Linked DNA regions of Danio rerio: region 2 is linked to region 1. The links are chromatin contacts, called in public HiCAR-type maps. All regions are on one chromosome and are shown on one strand. Each heading gives the region's core, a stretch centred on a gene start, on an enhancer-like site or on the middle of the called end of the contact. The rest is flanking DNA. Distances are from core to core; before and after follow the strand shown. Region 1 has its middle 22 kb from the start of stt3b. Region 2 overlaps rbms3 (RNA binding motif, single stranded interacting protein).

The links. HiCAR-type assays count read pairs that join an accessible place to other places.
Region 2: a HiCAR-type map of caudal fin shows a contact between it and region 1, with 4 times the contacts expected there. The contact joins two enhancer-like sites. A contact is called at or near these places in 1 of 18 Hi-C or Micro-C datasets (embryo) and 1 of 4 datasets of contacts at active chromatin or transcription factors (caudal fin).

What each region holds. Positions count from the first base shown.
Region 1 is chr16:43,904,400-43,911,586 of GRCz12tu, reverse strand. No RefSeq gene overlaps it. Among named protein-coding and RNA genes, the nearest start is that of stt3b, 22 kb to the right of the region's middle. Within about 2 kb of position 3,741, at least 1 of the 62 cell types and tissues checked has an H3K27ac peak or open chromatin away from gene starts, as enhancers often do. A contact at or near this core is called in caudal fin, where this site is marked.
Region 2 is chr16:44,060,592-44,067,778 of GRCz12tu, reverse strand. It overlaps rbms3 (RNA binding motif, single stranded interacting protein), which reads left to right. Exons shown (of 14, transcript NM_001431058.1): 11 at 6,124-6,234. Among named protein-coding and RNA genes, the nearest start is that of tgfbr2b, 83 kb to the right of the region's middle. Within about 2 kb of position 3,743, at least 13 of the 62 cell types and tissues checked have an H3K27ac peak or open chromatin away from gene starts, as enhancers often do. A contact at or near this core is called in caudal fin, where this site is marked.

The sequences.
Region 1 (7,187 bases), core at 2,492-4,991:
AATATTACAATAGCGACTATAGAATAATTACAGAGTAATACAAGTAGGCTAATTTGAATAACTTAAAAACACAATAAAGTTTACTATAAATGCCTATAGGTTGTTTTTTTTTTCCATGTGGGAGCTCAGCTTTGTTTTGGAGTGAGAGTTTTGAAATTCCTGAGAGGGACCGACAGCGACCATAATGACAGAGAAAACGACGAGTCCCCCAGACGGGACATTTTTATCCCCGGCAGCTGAAACACACCCCTGTTCCTCTCACCGTCTTTTTTTCCCCAGCGTCTATTGTTTCTTTACTATTTTAGCCCCCTAAAACCACTGGAGCGTCTAGGGAAGAAGCAGACTAGGGAATGAACTGGTATCGGAGAGGCTGAAGGGCTATAAATACCGCTCTGTGGCGCTGATCTCAGAATAGGATTTATGGACCCGTTCAGATTCTTGGCATTTGTTGTTGTTGTGGTTCTGGAGAGACCAGAGGAAACCGTACTGCATTCACATTTCTCCTTCGGTGAGGGATGGAGTAAACAGTTTAGTCTCTAGTCTCCATTTTTTTTTAGAGATGGCTGTAAATAGATAAGAGTACTAAAATCTTTAAATATAATATACTAAAAAAGAGATTTACGAGACCTCAAATATGTGTGACTGTGAAGTCGACTTCATTTAATGTGAAGAATTCGTTAGTTTGGGTGACGTGGTGGTGCCGTAGGTAGTGCTGTCGCCTCACAGCAAGAAGGTCACTATTTCGAGCCTCGGCTGGGTCACTTGCCATTTTTATGTGGAGTTTGCATGTTCTCCCCATATTTGCATGGGTTTCCTCTGGGTGCTCCGGTTTTCCCTACAAGTTCAGAGACATGCGGTACAGGTGAATTGGGTAAGCTAAAATTGTCCATAGTGATGTGTGTGAACGAATGTAAATGGGTGTTTCCCAGTGATGGGTTGCAGCTGGAAGGGCATCTTCTGCGTAAAACATATGCTTGATAAGTTGGCGGTTTATTCCGCTGTGGTGACCCCAGATTAATAAAGCGACTAAGCTGAAAAGAAAATGAATGAATGAATTTGTAAGTTCGTTCGGTAAGTTATTCGTATTGAAATAAGTGTGATTGTGAAGGAGACTTTTTTAATGTGAGGAATGCATAAGTTCATTTAGTAAGTTATTTATATTGAAATAGGTTTGACTGTGAAGGCTACTTTTAAAGTGAACCCCTCCACCCTCCACCCAAAAAAATTATTCATTGAAGATTCATTTGTAAAATCATAGTGATTTAAAAATCTATTTAAAAATGTTAAACAGTATAAATTCTCTATTAAGAAATAGGGGAATACATCTAAATGCATAAAGTTTTAATTAAGTGTTTGATTGTTTTAGTACTTAATGTACAAATCTTTACAAAAAGCATATTTTGCATTACTAGATTGAAAGACCACAGAAATCCTATGCAGTATAATCGGAAGTGGATGAAAGACTCTAACCTTAAGCATTTGTGTGGCATATTTTTTAACTGGAATGTGTCTCTTGTTTACTTGTGATCTGATCGAGCAAACATGGCAGCATCAGTTATGTTAAATTCGCTGTCTCCCCTTTGTCTCATCTGCATAGACAACCTTGCCTTTCTCATAGTAATCTTTATAAACTAGCCCACGTACGGTTTATGGTTGAAAAAGCCGCACACTGCAGCACGCAGGTGCACAGTGACGAAAATAGACTGACTGCATCAAAGAGGCGCTCAAAATTGGCCAATAACAAGAAATAATATCGATTGCAGCCCCAACCACATGAAAACAAAAGTAACGAGCCTAATTTAAAAATGTAAGGAGTAGAAAGTACAGATGTTTTTGTAAAAATGTAAGGAGTAACAGTAAAAAAAATATATAAGTAGTGGAGTAAAGTTCCTACACTGTAGGATCCTAGGATCCAGGAGGAACAATGCGGTTTTCTTCCGGGCCGTGGCACGCTGGACCAGCTCTATACTCTCACTAGGGTGCTCGAGGGTTCATGGGAGTATGCCCAACCAGTCCTCATGTGTTTTGTGGACTTGGAGAAGGCATTCAACCGTGTTCCTCGTGGCATTCTGTGGAAGGTGCTGTGGGAGTATGGGATCAGAGGCGATTTGTTAAGGGCTGTCTCGTTCCTTTATGAACAGAGTAGGAGTTTGGTTCGCATTGCCGGCAATAAGTCCTGGTAGGGCTGCCCTTTGTCACCAATCCGGTTCATAATTTTTGTGGACAGAATTTCAAAGTGCAGCCTTGGGCTAGAGGGTTTCTTGTTCGGGGACCACAGGATTTCATCTCTGTTTGCAGACGATGTCGTTCTGGGATCTTCAGCATGCACTTGGGCGGTTTGCTGCTGAGTGTGACGCGGCAGGGATGAGAATCAGTACCTCCAAGTCCGAGGCCTTGGTGCTCCACCGGAAAAAGATGGTTTGCCATCTCCAGGTTGTAGGAAATTCCTTACCCCAGGTGGAGGATTTCAAGTGTTTTGGGGTTTTGTTCATGAGTGAGGGAAGGATGGAGCATGAGATTGACAGGCGGATCAGTGCAGCGGCAGCAGTAATGCAGTCGATGTACCGGTCCGTTGTGGTAAAGAAGGAGCTGAGCCGAAAGACAAAGCTCTTGGTTTACCGGTCAATCTACATTCCTACTTTCACCTATGGTCATGAGCTTTGGGTCATGACCGAAAGGACAAAGATCTCGAATACAAGCAGCTGAAATGAGTTTTCTTTGTAGGGTGGCAAGGCGCACCCTTATAGTCAGGCTGAAGAGCTCTGTCACCCGGTAGGAGCTCGAAGTATGGCTGCTGCTCCTCCACATCGAGAGAAGCCAGCTGAGGTGGCTTGGGCATCTGTTTTGGGTGCCTCCAGGTTGCCTATCTAGAGAGGTGTTCCAGGCATGGCCCTCTGGGAGAAGGCCTCGGGGAAGACACAGGACACGCTGGAGGGACTATGTCTCTCGGCTGTCTGGGGTTCTCTCCTGCTGCCCTCACAACCTGGCCCCGGATAAACGGATGAAAATGATGATGATGATGATGATGATGAAAGTGCTAATACCTGAAAATTCTACTTAACTACAGTAACAAAGTATTTGTACTTAGCTACTTCTCATCTCTGCTTTTCAGTTAAGAATGGCCAACAACATTGTCTCTGGATCTGATTGCCCTATGTCTCACCTGGTTGCACACTGATGGCATCATTTGCCAAAGTTGCTCAGAGACATTGCTCAAAAAGTTGCCCCGTGTATCATCACCTTAAGAATGAATTCAGTGGAAAGACTGTGAACTGTGTTGTTTCTGCTCAACCCCGTTAGACCACATGAGCATCTACCCTACAAACCAAACAGACAATGTATTTTCACATACTCTTAACGTTTTCAAAAGCAAACAAGATCAACACCTCAACTTGTGATTAGACTGACACAAAACAACACCAAGTGAAAGCATGTCTTCTAAATCAGAATCCTGCTTTCGATAATCTGATTCATTCCTTGTTAGCGACTCCTGCTTGTTTTATAAACTGGTTTTGCTTGAGCACCACACCACTGTAGCAGGCCTGCTGCTTGAAATGTTTCTCCAAAGGTCATAAAGATCTCCATGGGTCTTCTCCAGTGGTAAAGCTGAAGTGTTGTGCAGGTTTAGGCTGTGCTTTGCTCACTGATAAGTATCTGTTTGAAGTCGTTCACCTTTTTGCTTGCACGTCTGGTATAGCGAGCCGCCATCAGGCTGCATTTCATCATGCTCTTTGATCATTGGCGCCACCCGAGGGTACAGAGATCAAACAGCAGATAACAGATAGACACCGCAAGACTATCATACCTCGTCTAAACAAACACATATGGAAGGAGCTGAGATAAAAAAAAAGTTAAAAACCTAGATGATTTGAGCACTAGTGTGTCTACGTTGTGCTCTTGATGATCATAAAAGTGTCAATAAACCAAGAATCAGCCTATTTTTTATGATATGCACCTATTTTTATGTTCAAAACTAATTAATTAATTTACAAGAATTTCATTCATTCATTCATTCATTCATTCATTCATTCATTCATTCATTTTTTTTTCACAGCGGAATAAATCATCAACTATTCCAGCATATGCCCTTTGAGCCACAACCCAGTACTGGGAAACACCCATACATTCACACACACTCATACACTATGGCCAATTGAGTTCATCCAGTTCACCTGTACCTGTTGTGTGAAAACCGGAGCACCCAGAGGAAACCCATGCAAACATGGGGAGAAACTCCACAGAGAAATGCCAACTGGCCCAGCCAGGACTCGAACCAGCAACCTTCTTGCTGTAAGGCAACAGTGCTAACCATTGAGTCACCGTGCCACCTATTTGCTGAATTTTAATATCTCAAATGCTTTAAACTTATATTTTCTCTTCTTATTATAAAATGCCTCTATTAATGATGTGTTTAACAAGAAATCTAATCAATGCTTACTTACAATTTACATAAATATAAGTTTTACATATATATATATATTTTTTTTTTGTTTGTGTATTACTTGTGAAGTTTCTTTCCAATTTAAATCAAAATGTTTGTGATTTAGAGGATTTTCCCAAACCAAAACAAATTTTATTTTATTACAAACACATATTTTACAAGAAACGTACATTTTCACTTATAAAAATTGCAACAGGGCCTGACTTAAGCTGACTTAAGTCCTCAAAAAATCTTTCAAAAACAAGCATAATATCATACAATTCAACTATAGAACGCATCCTTAATCACTGTCAGCTTCTCCTCCGTCAAATGATGCCCCTTCCGAGTCATAGCCTTAAACATGTTTGCACGTATTTTATGTTTAATTTAATGCAAATGTGACTGGACTGACAGAAACATGGGGACAATTGTAAATTTATTTGTAATATCAGGGTTTCCTTAAAATGACTTAAAATGTCTTAAATTTTTAAATTAATATTTTAGGCCTTAAAAGGTCTTGTTGACAAAAATATTGTGTTGTAGGTCTTATAATTCTATACCTCTAATAACTCTAAACAGGTCTTAAATTTTCTCTCTCCAAGTAAAGCTACCCAATCCGCCGAGATCCATCTAATCGCCAACAATCCATCTCAAAAAAATTTTATTGCAAAAAACTACAGAAAACTCTCCAAATTAAAATCCCTAAACTAAAAACAGTTACACAATTACTCATGATAATACATGCATAATACATACCTTTACATGATTTTTTTATTTATACAAAAACTACATACAGCAGTAAGAAGGAGTGGACATTGTTTAAAAAAAGTGTGTACAACTTTAAAATATGTGGCTACGACATAACTCGGTCACACTTTATTTTGATGGTGCATTTGTTGAATTTAAGTTACATTGCATCTACAGTACATGCCAACTAATTCTCAATAGATTATAAGTAGTGTTAGTAGTGGGATTAGGGTTAGTGTAAATTGACATGTACTTACAAAGTTACTTATAGTGAGTTAAATGTCTGTTAAAGGAGCAGTATCAACAGATATTAAGCGGACAGTCTACTAATACTCAAATGGACCATCTAAATAAAGTGTTACCAATAACTACATTTAATTTTTGTGGCAAGTAAAAAAACTATTCCATTGGCCCAACTGGGCCAATATCAGAAATCCTTAGTGTTTAGCCATGTATGTCTTAAATGTAATTTATAATGATCTTAAAAGGGTATTAAAAGTCTTCAATTTGACTTGGGGAAACCTGCAAAAACCATGATTATAGATTTGTAGTATTTATTAGTAGAATTTATGTATAATTTCATGTTTTTGATTTATTGATGTGAATAATTTGTGTGAAAATCATTTGATGTGAAATATTTTTTTCTAAATAACATTTTTTAGCATAACAAAACTTAAAACTGTAGGTTCAGTTGGGCTGAGTAGAAGGACAGTGACAGGGTTTGTACATTTGTAAAGTGTTTTTAATAAAGAACAAAACTCTGAGAACCAAATAAATGACATATTTCTTTACAGACCAACTCACAGAAATCAACCATCAGTCCATTTTAGACAGTTTTGGGATGAAATACTTTTTATTCATTTCTGTTTTTATTCCAGGGACAGATAATGTACATTTCTGGTGGAATGTCCCATATACTTTATTTAGTATATAGTATAGTATTTAGTCATTAGTATTATTTCATAATATTAATTAGTTTTGTCATCTTTTTGAACTTCTTGGAACTAATTTCTGCTACACAGTTATTGGTTGTTTACTAAACTCTTCCGTTCCCAAACTAAACCCCTACATCAAACCCTTTTGTTGTCAGATCTGAGGCTTTGACTGTTTTTCTCCAGTGATTGATGATCCTGGCCTAAATTTGTGTGTGTGACTTTTAATCTGTCTCTGTCATACTACACCGCCCTCTGTTGGTTACTGTTAAATACATTAAGACTGGAACGTGGTTTAGTTCAATATAGGATGTCCTATGTGTTTCTTTAAGTTCCTGGAGGACCACCTACACTACATATTTTGGATGTCTCCTTTGCTGTCACACCCGTTACAAGTCTTTCAGTCTCTGCTAATGAGCTGATGATCTGAGTCTGTTTGTTTAAGAAGATATGGAAAATGTGCAGAGCCTCTAGGAACGTGGTTGAGAAACACAGTACATGAGACAATAAAAAAACACAATGACCACGATGAAGACTAAATATTGTATCTTCATATATTTGAAGGAAAAATATTACTCACCATTATCAAAACCGTTCACCTTCAGAACTCAAAGATATTTTTAATGAAATCTGAAATATCTGTGTTCCCATTGAAAAATTAACATGGTGCTTCAAAATGTTCATAAAGACATCATAAAATATATTTCTAAAGTTTATTTAATCAAGTCACTTTGGATAAAACCGTCTATTAAATGTAATATAAGTTTAGTCTTCTGGAGATGAGAGGGTGAGTAAAGAAAACTCTTTAAGGTTTGTTCAATTGTACAATGAAAAGCATTAATTTGCCTATAACGTTAAACATTAATCAATGAACACAAACAAAAGCTGGACAACACCTGCTTGAAGCACGAGAACAAACCTCATTCTTGCTGAAGCAGTACCACGCGTGTCTCACAAGAATGAACGTCAAAGATTCCCGTCATTACTGTACGTTAAAGATAAATCTGGATTTTTAAAATCTTTTTTTTTTTTTTTACATATTGAAGTGTCATAGAGTACTATACGTATAGCCTATATTGGCGGAATAG
Region 2 (7,187 bases), core at 2,494-4,993, 160 kb before region 1:
GTGTGTGTGTGTGTGTGTGTGTGTGTGTGTGTGTGTGTGTGTGTGGTAGTGTGTGTAAAGGCTGTTAGTGAAATCAGGGAGAATATCTCTTTCAAAGATGTTCACTAACTGGTACATTTTAATCAAAGTGGGGGAGAGTACTGACAAGTTTTCATAAAAACCTCATTATAATAGATAATGTGTTTAGCAGAAATGTATATTTTGCTGTGGTTACTAACTCGCAACAGTGCTCTGTCAAAATAAGGGGTTATTTTCTGTCAATGTAAAACAACTGCAGTATAACTTCACTTTAGGCAAAAGTTGCACATTGTTAATTCAGACCCCATAAACAGAGACGAACGTAACTCACTGGTGGATCTAAAGTAACACAATAATATTTGCTAGATTTACTGGCTTAATCTTGTTTAGATTGAATACAGTATCTGACCCTGTTAATGTTAACTGCAAACATATTTTGTGCTTTATTTTTGCAAAAAATATTAAACTGCATTTTCATTTTAAATGTCACTTCCATCGTATGTTTCAAAAGCAATCCAACAATGCAAAATATTAACTTTATCTATAGTTTTTGAATATTTGTTTATTATTATTGCCAAAATGCATTCATCTTATAAAACATATCAAAACACTGAAAATGAAGTGGAAAAATAAAGCATGGTTATTATCAGTGGGACATGAATAACAGTGTTGCATTCGCCCCCATAGGATCTCTTTCCATTTTAACCTGAATTATTTTTAAACTGAAAAACTCGGAGGGCCCTATCAAACACCCAGCGCAATAAAGCTCACAATGTGTTTAACCTTAACGCGATGTATTACTATTTTCAGACCAGCACAACCCTAATTTTCACGTTTTCCACCACGTTGTTTAAATAGCAAATTAATTTGCGCCACTTTGTGGACTCATGGGTGTGCAGGTCTAGAAAAGAGGTGTGTTAAGGCGCATTGTTGCCTTGTTGCTGTTTTGAGGAACTAAAATAGACTGTGCAATAGACCAGCTAAAATCAGGTCAAAAGTCCAGCACAGAGTACATTAGTTGTGCACCTTAAATGCTTACACATTGCTTAATACACACAGGATGTACTGCAATACACAAATATGTTTACAAATGAAAAATAATTAAAGGATTAAAATATTACAAAAATGATTACTTTATACATAAATATAAAAACCACTGCCTGCGTGCCTTCATCATCTTGGAAAGCTTTTTTCAGTTTATTTAACTTGTTTTTGTATAATGTTGTTAATATTATTAGCAGTATTATTTATTCTGAATATTTATATTTGTTATATTAAAAACAAGCTTAGATTTGTCCACCTGTTGGGCTTTAGACCAGATGGGGCATAGCATCTTTAATTGGATATAACTCAGTTTTTTGACCACACTTTATTATTATTGTTCATTTATTTGTTTGCTGGAAATTAAAACTGATTTTAGAAATTGAATTAAATCTTTGTGCTTAACAAACAGAATTAAAAATGTAGACTAATGGATGTCTTTAGTGAAGTGCATACAACTCCGTTTCCTTATCCACGAAAGAGAGAAAGAGAAAGTAAAGAGGCCGAATAGAGGAGGTTCATTCTTTATCTTCGCACTGCAGATGGTCTGTTTAACTAGTGAAGCATTCAGTATTTCCACTTACAAAGTCCACCATGTAAATGGCAAATGTGCCATGGCGTTACCAACTGACTCTTAACGGAAATTGGAGATAAGACTCTGATTGATTTGATACACCTTATGCTCAAAACACACCCATTACTCATTAAGAGAATAAGCACAACCCTGTTAGACCAGGTGCTCAGGCACAAAACATATTTTTCCGTCCTTAAAATAGCAGAAATGGATTCGGACACTCTTGCATGCTTTTGCATTATGTGCTTTGGACTTTGCGCGTAGACTGTTAAAATAGAGCCCAGAGATTTCAAACTCAAGGATGTGTTATTGCACTAAATACCTGTAGGTTGAACATTAGTGTGACACATAAAAAAAGAAACACAACTTGTAATAAGGAAAAAAGAGCCACTGCAATAATTAACTTTTTGCACTTAAAAACAGAAGTTAGGAGCTAGCTGTGGGACACGGCCTGAACCTCATGACATTTGGCAGCTCCATTAAATGTTGCATCCTAAATGTGCTGTTATAACCTGGAAATCAAATGTTGTCAGGGCTTCGAGAAAATCAATTTGGTACTTTCGACCCACGTTACTTTCGTCCCCGCTCTCCCCTAACCGGACGTTCCATACAATTCTGGATAACAGATTATCTGTTCATATGGTTCACATCAACAGTTACAAATTGACTTTTTATTTCACAATTCGGAGGAAAAACAATAGATTAGCAAGATACAAAATCAAATCTGGGTGAGCTTACATTGGAAAAAAATAGAATTGTGAGAAAACCCAAAAGTTTGTGTTTATTAGGGCGTATTCAATTAATATCTCACAATTATTTTCTCTTAATAGGCTTTTAGTTTATACGCACAAAATACAGAAAATATTATTTCCATTAAAATAGCCATTTTCTGTTTTGGTATTTTTTTAAATGTAGTGATATCATAGCTAAAATGTAAGCATCATACTTCAGTTTTCACATAATTACCATTTCATTATCCTAAAATCATCATTTTATTATTATGATTCCATAATTACATTATTATTATTATTATTATTAGTAGTAGTAGTAGTAGTAGTAGTAGTAGTAGTAGTAGTATCAATGATAAAAATCAATGATTAAGGATTTTCTAGGATTCTATGCCGAGCATAAATTCCAAAAAATAAAACAGCATTTATTTAAAATGTAAATGTTATGTACTATTATTAATCTACTTTTCTGTCCCTTTTGATGCACTCTTGCTGAATATCCCAAATAATTATTTCCCAAAACTAAAGAAAATTCAATTTTAAGGAGTAAATAAAATAAAAAAAATCCTTACAACATATTGAAAGTGCAATACATTTCATAAAACTGAAAACTTCAGATGTGTTTTTTCATTCATTCATTTTCTTGTTGGCTTAGTCCCTTTATTAATCCAGGGTCGCCACTGCGTAATGAACCGCCAACTTATCCAGTACATTTTTACACAGCGGATGCCCTTCCAGCCGCAACCCATTACTAGGAAACATTCTCATACACTCATTCACATACACACTACGGACAATTTAGCTTACCCAATTCACCTGTACCGCATATCTTTGAACTGTGGGGGCAACCGGAGGAAACCCACACGAACGCAGGAAGAACATGCAAACTCCACACAGAAACGCCAACTGAGCCGAGGCTCGAACCAGCGACCTTCTTGCTGTGAGGCGACAGCACTACCTACTGCGCCACTGCATCGCCCTACTTCAGATATGTGTATCTGCTAAAAGTGCTCTACAGTCAGGACGGATGAATTAAACGCTTTCTCATCATCCTCCGCCAAAGCATCTGAGAAGCGCTGAACTTTCTGACAAACTGTTTGACGGAGGGTCTCCTCGGAATGATTAATCCTAATCAGGCTGGCATGTGAGAACGAGCGTGTGCGTCCAACTCTGGCCTAATTCTGCCCAAGCTCTCATGTGATCCGTCAGATGATCGCAGTCGTTCTCCCTCTCCCTCTTTCTCTCTTTTGCCTGTTCTTCACATGTGTTTGCACTCTCGTCCCGGCGTGCCTGAAACGTAAACAGACCCGCAGTGTGGAGCAGCTCTGCCGTTAAGTGAGCAATGCATCATCTCTGCAGAAGTATGCATGACTCGCATTTGGATCGCATTATTTCACTTGTTGAAGTGGAACAGCTCACGTCTGGCCCTCATAATAGAGTCCAGCTGCGGCTGTACGGGCCAATAAGAAACAAGCAGAGCGCTTTTTGTGGAGAGCATGGCTGTCTGATCAGCTTGTTGACTCTAATAAAGTTGTCCCGATGCATTGGTGAAAGGCCGTTCATCTCTCCTCTCATTCTGCCAGTGGCTAGTGACTTGAGAAAAATTACTGGCCATAATTGTTTTTTTTATCATTTGTGGCTCTGTTTGTGCATCATTTCTTTTAAAAATAGAGTGAATCATTTAAAAAGAAAGTCTAATTGCAAGCATTATAAGCAGTGTTGCTTTCAACATTGCTTTCAACTTTAATTAGTTTGTTTATATGGCATGTGTAGCGTCAGAAAGTTCTCAGAAGGTAACATTGTTCCAACTTTTTAAAAAGGTAAATGAAGATGTATGTTATACAATGTGTCTCTAAATGCAAAGCTCCTATATTTAAAAAAAGAAAAGTACCCTTCAAGTTCTGAAAGAGGTCAAGCCTCAGACAGGTATGAAAGTGTAACTCAAAAGTAACATAACACGTTACTTTCCTTAAAAAGTAACGCAACTAGTTTTTTTTAGGGGAGTAACTGAATATTGTAATGCATTACTTTCAAAAGTAACTTTTCCCAACACTGATTATAAGTGCCATTATTTTTTTTTGACTACATTATAACTGGCCATAAATATTTTTTATTACCTTTTGTAAAACTGTATGTGCATCATTTCTGAAAATAGAATAGACCGAAAAAATAAAAATAGACAGAAGAAGCATTATAATTATTATGTATTGTTGATTATTATTTTTATTGATGTTTTTAATCATACAATAACAGTGAGTAACAGTTCAAAATGACCACTTCACCACGTAGTGATGCCACGGAAGGACTACAGAATTCATAAAGTGTTTTTAGGTGTAGCGGCAGTTTGCGACAATGGTGCCAATGACACAAAGAGATGGAATGTGAGCAGAAATATAGAAATACCCTGCTACTTGTAAATGAAGAAGAAATAACGAAACAATGCATTATATTTCCTTCATCATTAAATATATATATATTTCCTTAATAATTAAAAACTTGTTAACAAGCTTTATTATCAATGTCAACTTAAGTGCAATGAGGATTCATTTTGGAAATTAAAACTAAAATAAAATTAGAGACAACTAAAATAAAAGTACAAACATACTGTAAATTAATAAATTAATTCATAAAGTGTGTTTGTTATTTTAAAGTGAAAGAACTAAAACAGCCAATAAATAAGCTTTTTCATTTACATTTTCTTTGTTGATTATATTTAACTTTTTCATTTTAATTATTTGTTATAATATAATAAATTAATATTTAAATAGGCCTAAATAATTATTTATTTGTAGAAAATATCAGAGAAACACAGAGAAGCAGTCTGGTGCATGCTCTAAAAGGGCATGAATATTGGTTTTGATATTGAGATATTGTTACCGTATTTAATAGCAGTATTAAATACGTTATTTATATAATTACTATTACAATTATTTTACATTGCAACTGTAAAAGTACAAAAGTTTTTTTTTTAACCTTTAGCCTTTAATTTGGTTGGCAATTTTCTTTTTAATTGCTACTCTTTTTAAAAAATTTAACAAAACACTTAAACTTGCTTGGTTGCATGTTAAAGCAAACTCACAGCTTTGCAGGAATAGGGAGTTTGTGTGGGTCATTTACTGAAACATTGAACACACTTAAGCGGGGGCACGGTGACTCAGTGGTTAGCACTCTCGCCTCACAGCAATAAGGTCGCTGGTTTGAGTCCCGGTTGAGTCAGTTGGCATTTCTGTGTGGAGTTTGCATGTTCTCCCTGTGATCACATGGGTTTCCTCCAGGTAATCCGGTTTCCCCCACAGTCCAGACATGCGGTATAGGTCAACTGAATAAACTAAATTGGCCATAGTATATGAGTGTGTAATAGAGAGAGTATGAGTGTTTCCCAGTACTAAGTTGCGACTGGAAGGGCTTCCTCTAAATAAAACATATGTAGGAATAGTTGGCGGTTCATTCCGCTGTGGCGACCTCTGATAAATCAGAGACCAAGCCGAAGGAAAATGAATGAATGAATGAAAAAACTTATTATAATCTGTTTTCATGAAAAAGTCACAGTTCTCATCTCATATTACTTAGATATTTAAATAATTAAATATTTGAGAATCACAGTCAGTCATATTGCATTCTCGACTGTTGTTAGAATTAACAGCCAGCTGGTTTCATACACTCTCCAACACAGATTTTTACTCGTATTTGATCAATTGGTGAGTGTTTATTTAAGGCCCTGCCAGTAACCGTGTGTTTGCCCATGTGTGTCTCCTCTTATAGGGTGCTGTTATAACGCCAACCATGGACCACACCATCTCCATGCAGCCTGCGAACATGATGGGACCCCTCACCCAGCAGATGAACCACCTGTCTCTGGGCACCACTGGCACTGTGAGTGTGTGTTCAAGTCTGTTCACCTACTATCCAAACGCTAATTAAAAGTTTGCAAACTGATGTTGGAAAAGAAAGTAAAGCTCTGCCCAGGGGTGAGAATAAAGTACCTGGGAAATAAAATATGGATATGGTGTCAATATCATACTCAATTAAATCCATCTAGCCAAAATCACTCCTGAGCGAAATCCAATTATAAAATCCACATTGATTTGTATTTAAGTCTTTAAAATTAAAAGCAATAAGGAAAGAAAAATTAAATAGTACTTTAAATAAATGCTAGCAATGAGCGGTTTTGTTTGGTGCCTTTCACTTTATATGATACATTCACTTGAAGATTTGTATTTGTTGGCCAGTATATAGTAGATTTTTGGCTTTTAAATATAGAACAAATATACAAAGTTATTGGCCATCAGTATTAGACAACATCTTTATATTTGTGCATCTCTAATAGTTTTTTTTGTGCTTGTTTTATTTTCTCCGCATCGCGAATGCCTCCTTAGGGACTCCCCATTTCTGTGATGGTCACTTTGAACAATAGATTTTGATGGGACATTTTATGAAGAGCGAAAAATAAAAATGATTAACATTGAATAAAATAAATTAAAGTAAATGAGCAGCCACATCACTCAGCCTGCACTATTTTTTTCTGCTAATGGTTAAACAGATTACACTATGGTTTTTGGGTCATGGATCGGACCATTTTTTGGATCAGCACAAAAGGGAGGAGACAAATGTCAATTTCTTTTCAATTATACAAAAACATTACTGCAAAAAAACATTGGTTTTAGCAAACAGAACTTAGAGCCTGTCATTTTAATCAAAATAAAAAATCAGCTGAAAAAATGTATTTAATAAAATAGTATTCAGCTTAAAAATTTTATTTAATACAAAAAAAATTATCTTTGGTACTGCTGCTAATAATGCTAAATAAAGAAATCTTGTACAACAGA